Linked DNA regions of Ovis aries: region 1 is linked to region 2. The links are chromatin contacts, called in public Hi-C maps. All regions are on one chromosome and are shown on one strand. The core of a region is the stretch at or near the end of the contact, and the rest is flanking DNA. Distances in the headings are between cores, read along the strand shown. Region 1 overlaps MINDY4 (MINDY lysine 48 deubiquitinase 4). Region 2 holds the start of GHRHR (growth hormone releasing hormone receptor).

Region 1 (4,811 bases), core at 1,404-3,903, 120 kb after region 2:
ACGGCAGAAAAGAAAGCTGTGAACATGTAGATGAACCTAAAAGAGAGCTGGTAATAACAACTAACCTAGAGAAAGTTTTTGAAAACAAAGGGACAATACTAGACAATAGGAAACAAGGGAGCCTGGGAGGGGGAAATGATCAGAATTAAAGCTTTCTAAAATCCTTGCATTTCTTTTGAGGGAGCAGAGATATTGATTAAACTGAAAACTTTAAGTCATCTCAGCTAACACATAGCAATTACTCTGCCAGATACTATTCTCAGCACTTGATGTATTAACTTGTTGAGTTCTCACCACAAATGTTTGAGGCAGGACAATCATTAACCATTTTACAGAGGTTCATGTTGGGCTAAATTTTCATGTCGAATTCCTCCTTTTGTTATTCTGTAACAAGTAGGTTTATCACTCGTAATGTTTTTCATCCTATTTTGATTTTTATCCAATAGCGTTTAGCTACATTAGCTTTTAAATGGTTGGCATCCAAGTGATTTATTTTTTCCCTGTTTCCCTGTGCTTGGTTGTTCTCCTTTTTTCCACATGTATCATATGAAATACCGTGGTGCTAATTGAAAAAATCGATTTGAGTGTCTCTGTCTTTTAACTGGCGAGTTTAATTTGTGCATCTTTAATGTAATTACTGATATACTTGAAGTTATTTGTCCTGTTATATTTCACACTTTCCTTCTGCCATACTTTTACTTCCTTTGTTTTCTTCTTAAAAAAAACAATCAGCCATTTTAAAGTGAACAATCCAGCGGCATATAATGCATCCACAAATTTGCGTAACCACCACCTCTTGGTAAAGAATCTGCCTGCAATGCAGGAGACCTGGTTTCGATCCCTGGGCTGGGAAGATCCCCTGGAGAAGAGAAAGGCTACCCACTCCAGTATTCCTGTCCTCACAACAGTGACTCTGCACAGCCCTGGCCTTAAAGGCTCTTATTAAAGATTGAACTTCAGAAGGGGTTAGCCTTAGTGAGGGGGATCCCTGAGGGCAAGCGAATATAAAAAGAACTTTAAACAAAGTTCTCCATAGAAGAAAAGATTTCTTCTTTCGATTTTCCTGCTCTCTGTTTCCCTCTGGCTTCCCAAACTCCCCCAGAAGAAGGTGCAAGGTGCAGAATCACGGTGAGTTAGACTTGGAAGGCACTTGGATAGTCACCTGGCATAACCTTTGGGCTTACAGATTAGGAAACCACGCTCTGGAGTAAGAAAGGGGGCTCCGCCAGTGTCTCCACCTTCTGGGTGCTCAGCCCGAGGGATCCACGTCCCAGCCTCGGGAAGAGCTCCACCTTCCTGGGCCGCCACATCCACAGGCGTTTTTAAAATTAAGCCGTCAAAGAACAGGAGGTCTCATCAAGGGCTGGGTTATCAAGAAGTCATCGTGTGTACACATCTCGGTTTTATACCCGGCAGTTGTCAGTTCTCCAACTGTTGACCTTCAACATATAAAAGGAATCTTTTTTTTTTTCCCCTCTCTTTTCTCTTACGGATGTGGAAAACCTGACTAGAACTGCCTGGTCTGACATTTCCTGTGAGAAAGCACTCTGCTTGGATACTGTGAAAGCAATCTGCCTTAACAATTCAGCCCAAATAAATTATCTTCCTGAAACGAGTGAATGACTTTAATTGGGAATTGGGCTGCATACCCAAGACTCTCTCATCCGGGCTGGACAAAGGTGGGACAAAGATAGGGATCGCCTGGTGAGAACGGACTGGGAGGGGGGTCCCCAACGGCCCTGCATCCTCCTGGAAAAGCCATCGGCTTGGCCCATTGAGCTGGAGAGAACACACGTACTCTAACCTGAACCATTGTTTTTGTGGGGTGAAGATCTCTCAGTTCAACTATCTTTCTGTGTGCGTCCCTCCCCACAAACTCTGGCACACACACCCTTGGCCAGAAGCGTGCAGAGCCAGAGCAAGATTGAAAACCAAGGCCGACAATTCTCCTTCCCTGAGCAGGGCTGGATTCTGGCACATTCCAGGAACAGAGAAGAAATTTACCCTGGGTAACCGAAGCATCAGACTGGGAGAGTTCCTCAAGGGCACACAATTCGCAAAACAAAACTGTACCAGCTGTGACCTTCCTTCATGTTATTCTCCCAATTTGGTACAAGGCCTTGGCATACAACTAGTATTCAACGGATGCTCCCTCTGGAAGCTGAGCGGGTGTCCGGAGTAGCCAGTGCCTTGTCCAGGGAATCTTCCAGACCCAGGGATTGAACCGGGGTCTCCCGCATTACAGGCAGACTCTTTACGGTCTGAATTCTCTACCAGGGAAGCCTCACCCAGATAAGGCTCATGCCTCTGTAAGGGCTGGAAACGCTAACTCAGACCATCTAATCTAATCCTGCCACTCTGTCAGGGGTGGGAAGGGGAGAGAGAGCTTTTACTTAGAAACCCTGTGTAGTGGGCAAAGCCAGAAACAGAACTTTAGGCTCCAGACTCTCACCACAGGTCATTCTCATCTATCCCTTGTTGGATGTTGGAGGCACCAACGGTGTTTTCTAAAGACCCAAAATGCACTGGGTCAGGGTGGTTGCTCTCCCCATAATGAATGCACACCAGCAGGATCTGTGGCTCTCCCAATTCCTATCTTTCTGCCCCTCTCGCAGGCTGCAGTTTCCTGGGTGTGGCTGAACTCAGCTCCACAAGGTGACTGGTGCCGAGCGGCAGGCATTGCTCAACAGGCAGTGAAAACGTGGGTAGAGAGGAGGTGGCTCCAGGGGAAGAAAAATATCCTCTTGAAGGACAAGTGGTCTCCCTGGAGTACAGCTCTGGGATGCGGCCAGATCACTGAGTAATCACTCATTCACCACCCGCACTGTGCAGCTCACCAGGCAGAATGCTGCCAGCCCACGGTCCTCCTTCCCCTTGGCCTCCCCTCCTCCCCTCTGCCCACCAGCACGTGGCTGCGTGGCTCGGCCAAGCCCAACCATTGTGGAATGCTTGTTGTTGTTGTTGTTCAGTCACTAAGTCTTGTCCTACTTTTTGCGACCCCATGGACTACAGCCCTCCGGCTCCTTTGTTCATGGGATTGATTCTCCAGGCAAGAATACCAGAGTGAGTTGCCATTTCCTTCTCCAGGGGATCTTCCCGACCCAGAGAGCAAATCCGCATCTCCTGCACTGGCAGGCGGGTCCTTTACCTCTGAGCCACCTGGGAAGACCCTGTGGGATGCTGGAAGAGCCCAATCACCAGGGCTGGAGCGAGAGGCATGAGGTGGTACCTGGCCCACACCAGCAGCCTCGCCCCCTCCCACCAGGAGCCCCAGACTGCGCACCCAGCAGGAGGGATCACTAAGGCTGTCTCTGATTAGGGCTCCCCACTGTGGAGTGAAGACCTAAGGGGATGATTCCGTCAGAGACACAGATTCCCCCAGCCCTGCCCTCCCCAAGTCTCGTGTGACAGCCCAGGATGGAAAGGATTGCCTCTTGGCCCTGTCCCAGGAAGTCCAAAGTCACACTCGGACTTATAAAAGGGAAGGTTCCAAAGTGTGCCTGAAAGGCATTACATAAGAGTTGCCGCCGGTCTCCATCGTGGATTGGAAAGCTGTGCGGAGATATTTACTTAGCTGCTAGGAGAAGCTGCTCTTTGGCACCACAGCTGCTCTTTACTGTCCAAATAAAGGACAACACACCCTGGGAAGGAGCTGTCCCAATGAAAGTGGGACTTTTTCCGAGTCCCATTAAATGTTAAACCCACTTGAGTTCTGTTTGATAAAATAGGCCAAAGGGTGGCTTAAAACAACTTTTGGGGTGAAATATTTTCATTTTGAACTCACAAAACGTTTCCCTGCATTAAGCATTAATAAAAGGGCCTAAAGCAGCAAGTCTGAAACAACACTGTCTGGGTCCAAGGTTAACTTCATATCAATTTGAAAATAAAGAAACTGGGGTTCATTTGCTTTTCAAAAAGGTGAGGAGGTGTACACTTGAATAACACCTTTTTTCTGGAGCTCCTGTCTTTCCCCAAGCAGACGTAGATGAATCCTCCCTTGCCCTGAGCTTCCACTGTCCTTTCTGTGACAGTCTAAGGGTTCTAATTTTTGTCTTTACAATAAGAAGTGTTTATTTGGGTGCTTATTTCTACTTTACCAAGCACTTTGAAAGCACAGGTTTTTTGTTTGTTTGTTTGTTTTTTCTCATAGGCAGCTTGGCTGCAGAGAAGCAGCAAAGGGACGTTTTAGCCCTCATTTCAAAAATGAGGACACTGAGGTTTGGAAAGTCAGAAATATTCCAACACAGACCAGTCCTTGGCACACAGGTCTATGACCAAATGGGAGCCATAGGTAACAATATAGTGAATCTTTCCTTAGGTTTAATTTGTTCATTTCAAAGCTGGGACTTTTCTTTCAAGATTGGATATATATTTAAATTTTACATAATAGTTCTAATGTTCTTACTTAGAAAGAAAAACAAATAATAATAACAAACTGAAGAGTATCTGATTTCAGTTCAGTTCAGTTCAGTCGCTCACTCGTGTCCGACTCTTTGCGACCCCATGGATTGCAGCTCACCAGGCTTCCCTGTCCATCACCAACTCCTGGAGCTTACTCAGACTCATGTCCGTTGAGTCCGTGATGCCATCCAACCACCTCGTCTTCTGTCATCCCCTTCTCCTCCTGCTTACAATCTTTCCCAGCATCAAGGTCTTTTCCAATGAGTCAGTTCTTCAGATCAGGTGGCCAAAGTATTGGAGCTTGAGCTTCAGCATCAGTCCTTCCAATGAATATTCAGGGCTGATTTCCTTTAGGATGGACTGGTTGGATCTCCTCGCAGTCTCTCAAGAGTCTGCGAGAGTCTCTCGAG
Region 2 (4,276 bases), core at 1,570-4,069:
CTGGATCTAGGACTTCCCATTTTAACAAGTTCCCCAGGGAGCTTGAGTCAAAGGCAGGAATTCTTAACACCTCTCCCTCCCACTTCCCCAGACTGGAGAAAAGCTGACCATCCAACAGGGCACAGCCCCACACAGACACATGTGAAGGAACTCAGCTTTACAAGACACGCTCCTTACACTGTGAACATGGATCCACAGCCCACGTTTGAATCCAACATGCGCATCAAATTCAATCAGTGTAGATTTCTGTGCCCAAGGATTTACCAGGGAAGAGTGTGGTGAGGAAGGGAGTTAACACTTGGTCCTAATACATCTAATACAAACTGAGCAAGGGCTGGGCAAGCACTATGAGGGCATGGCCCCTCTCACAAGGACTGAGGAGGTGGCATTTGAGCCGAACATATGAAGAGAAAGGAACATATTTTTAGAACGTGCCCAGACAAGAGAGTGGGCAGATGTACCTGAGCTGCGTGAGGGGAGAGCCCTGCCTGTGGCCATCCTCACATCCACATGCACACACACAAGCCCCCAGTGTCTGGCACAGAGTCCATGTCAGCAGGTGGTTCATTAACTCCTAGCGTCCTTTGGCAGGAACCCAGGCGCAGCAAAAGCATAGTGGGTATGAGACAGTGGCTGGGGTCAGAGACTTCAAACACTAGAATGGGAGTAGTCGACAGTAGGTGACCACGTGGAAGGGACCCAAAGGCCAGTGGGCTAGGAGAGGACCTGGAGACCCTGACCAGTAAGGAGGGTCACCCCCAGCAGACCCACCCCTGCAGGGGAGGACACCCCAGTCCTGGCTGGCTGACCCCACTCCCCCAAAGCCAGCTTGGGCTCAGCTCTGCCATCTCCTGCCTGGGCCCTGGGACCTCACGATGCAGATTCCACCTGCAGCTCGGGCTCTGGATCTCCAATCTGGGAACACCTCTTGGCTTCTTCCCAGGACTCAGTGAGCCTAGGGCCACCTCAGAGGAGAGCCCCAGTCTTACCTCCCCAACATGTCCACACAGCAGTCTGATTGTCCACAAGGGGGTAGATGGGGAGGGCGGGGCCTGATATGAGACCATGGGCTCCATCCGCCCCCCTCCCCCTCCACATCTACAATCCCATCCTTCCCTGAGACGCCTTCTCAGGGCCTGACTATGGGACCACCAAGGCCCCTGGTGGGAAGCCTCCCGTCAAAAGGAGAAACAGACAGCCACCACACTTCCCAAGGGAAGAAAAATTCAGGGAAGCTCAACTCATGACCCAGATGTGTGGTCACAGGTGGAAACTGCTAGGGGTGAGAAGACGTGGATCATTCCAAGACTTATCTCAATACTCCGGTTGGATCCCCAGCTCACTGTGGGACCAGGGATCATCTGGCCCACGTCCAGGACCCCACTCCTCCTGAGGGGAGACTGTCATCCTGCATACCTTGGCCTGGCTGACCATGGCTACAGCTGACCTGGGCTCTGTGCAGGACAGAGGCCACACCGGGAGACTGGGGTTTAGTGCTAACCCTGACCCTGGCACCAGTGACTGAGTGACCCCCACAGGATCTCCGTCCCCCTTCTAGAGTAAAGCATTTCCTGTGGGGTGCACACAGATGAGAGGGAGGAAGCCCCACTCTGTGCAGCGCGGGGAGGGAAATAGAAGTCACCCATGATGCGCCGCAGGCCCAGCCTCTGGCAAGTCAGACCCTTCTCCAGGCACAATAGCCCTGGGGGGCAGACGTTATTTTCTTCCTTTACAAAAGAGACAAGTGAGGCTCAGGAAGGGACTTACCTAGGTCACGTGGCGAATTCACAGCACCGGTATCCAAGCTCAAAGGCCGTGCACGGAGAGCAGGTATAGCCCCGGCCACACATACACACTCACACATACATACACTCACACACATGCACACACATTGTCAAACACACACACACTCACATACAAGCCAATGGAGGAAGAGGGCAACCTCAGTCCTGTGAGCTCACAGGAGACTCTGGGAGCCACAGCTTCCAATCTGGGACTGTGTCTCCCATCCTGGTCCCCAAGTCACTGTCACTTGCATTAAACTCTAGGAAAGTACACAAAACATTCAGAGAGGGCCCCTCCTGGCAGCCTGCTCCCTAGCCTTCTAGGCCTCGGGACTGTACCTGATTGTGGAAAGCTACTCAGGGCCCAGGGTGTGCCCTGCGAGGGAAAGGCTCCCAGATGTTGGAAGGGGGAGCAACTTCTCACTTACTACCCAGACACACTCAATCCCTGGCCACACCCTCTTCAAAGGAAGCAATTCAATCAAGTGGCTCCAGGGATCGTGAGGACTGGGAGGGCTCTGCAAGCTTGTCAGAGAAGGAGGTGTGGAGAAAACTCAGGGTGTGAAAGGGAGGCAGAGGTACTGTTTTAGGACAGAGTCTTGCGGCCCCGAGGGTGCAGACAGGCCCTGGGGGATGCAATGGGCAGTTGAACTCAGTTCAACTCCAGGAAGGACGTTTTGCTGTCAGAGGTCCCCAGGGATGAGCAGGCTGCCTGGGAAGGGAGGGGGAGGAGACGTGGGGACCGCAGGTGTCAGGAGTTCTCCAAGCCAGGCCACCAGACTGCTTAGTAGAGAGACTCCTGCGCTGGGGAAGGGCAGTGGGCCCCAGGATGGCCCAGCGGTTCCCAGATCTCAAGCTCAGTGCGGGGCCAGGAGGGTCTGAGCTGGCTACTCACGATTGGCAAGGGGCCCAGCAAGCAGAGGACGCAGGCGCCCCACACCCTGCTGCCCATGGTGGGAGCTCGGCGACGGCTGCCTGGGTCAGCCTCGGTGGCCCTGCGCTCCTTCCACCGTCCCCTGTTGTCACTGCTGCCAGCACGGCCTCTGCTTCTCCTTCCCAGCTGGCTGTCTGCGTAGACAGGAGCCAGTGAAGGGAACAGAACCCACTGAATATTCACCAGGATTACAGAACACCGTGCCCAGCTCCGCCACAGGTTCAGGGTAGAACTCTGCATTCCCGGGGGGAGGGGTTGACTTTGTAAGTCTGCCCATGTCTGTCCTAACATTACCAAGGTCACAGACAAATGGCAGCCACAGGACACCTCTTGCCCCAGTAGGTCAATATTCTTTATAATTTTCTTCTCTGAGCCCAGCCCTCTGAGGCTCCACCGTGGAAAGATTCCCCCCAAATGAAGGAGACTCCGCAAAGAAGAAGGCCTGAGTCCACACTCAGGGAGCCCAGTTTGGTTGTGATCTCAGCCTCATCCACAGGCCTGAAGGATGGGTTCGGAGCCCTGGGGACCCAGCAGAAGTGGGTAGGGTGTCAGTAGAGTCTGGAAAATAGGAATCTTAGAAAAGGAAGTGCAATCATGAAGTCCCCATGCACCCCCATGGGCTGGTCCTAAAGATAGTAGTTTCAGCAAAACCTTGTCTCTGTTCCCAGCAAGGATACCAGTCTGGATGGCGAGGTGAAGTCTGAAGAGACCCAGGCTCTGGACTTTACATGGGGGCTTGTCAAAGTCTCTTCAGAAGTCCATATGGAAACAGGGAAAAACAGGAAGCGTGCAAAAAGATTCACGTAGCTAAGCCATCCTGAGTGGGGGAAAACCAGTGTTATCAGGGGCAGAAACAAGAGAACCTACACAGCAGCTCAGATTAATTTGAGTATTCATTACCCTGTCATTTTTATTATAGTTTCAGACTTTAAAATGAGGGATCTCAGTTGGCCAGGCTAGAAACAGTGTTCTAAATTGCCCAGAACCTTGCACAGCACTGGGGCGTCTGGAAATCACATTAGATCTTCAAGCGTCCCGAAGGTGCCAGTACCTGGCAGGCCCTGCCATCTGTGTGCTGCTGCTGCTCCTGCTAAGTCGCTTCAGTCGTGTCCAACTCTGTGCGACCCCATAGATGGCAGCCCATCAGGCTCTGCCATCCCTGGGATTCTCCAGGCAAGAACACTGGAGTGGGTGGCCATTTCCTTCTCCAATGCCTGACAGTGAAAAGTGAAAGTGAAGTCGCTCAGTCGTGTCCGACTCGTAGCGACCCCATGGACTGCAGCCCACCAGGCTCCTCCGTCCATGGGATTTTCCAGACAAGAGTACTGGAGTGGGGTGCCATTGCCTTCTGTGTGCAGGTCTGCAATCCCAGAGCTTGTCAGGCGGGACTCTGACACACACATTTCCAGCCTGACGCCAATCATGAATGATGGAGCTCCTCGTCCCTGCCACATCTGGACTGAGGAATCATTTTACATCAGCAGGGCTGTGTTTTTCCATTTGTGCTCATCACCAACAAAGAAAAATATTTTGAAAGGAAAGAGAGAAGCACCCCCAG

Evidence for each region. Hi-C and Micro-C count contacts between places; a contact is called where the count stands out from the background.
Region 1: a Hi-C map of liver shows a contact between it and region 2, with 2.5 times the contacts expected there. The contact joins the enhancer-like site here to the promoter of GHRHR in region 2. A contact is called at or near these places in 9 of 16 Hi-C or Micro-C datasets (hypothalamus, liver, mesenteric adipose tissue and 5 more).

The regions. Positions count from the first base shown.
Region 1 is chr4:67,068,313-67,073,123 of ARS-UI_Ramb_v3.0, forward strand. The region is part of intron 5 of MINDY4 (MINDY lysine 48 deubiquitinase 4); the gene reads right to left. Among named protein-coding and RNA genes, the nearest start is that of MINDY4, 48 kb to the right of the region's middle. Within about 2 kb of position 2,654, at least 29 of the 54 cell types and tissues checked have an H3K27ac peak or open chromatin away from gene starts, as enhancers often do. A contact at or near this core is called in liver and tail adipose tissue, where this site is marked.
Region 2 is chr4:66,944,719-66,948,994 of ARS-UI_Ramb_v3.0, forward strand. It overlaps GHRHR (growth hormone releasing hormone receptor), which reads right to left and starts at 2,820. Exons shown (of 13, transcript NM_001009454.3): 1 at 2,680-2,820. The coding sequence starts at 2,736.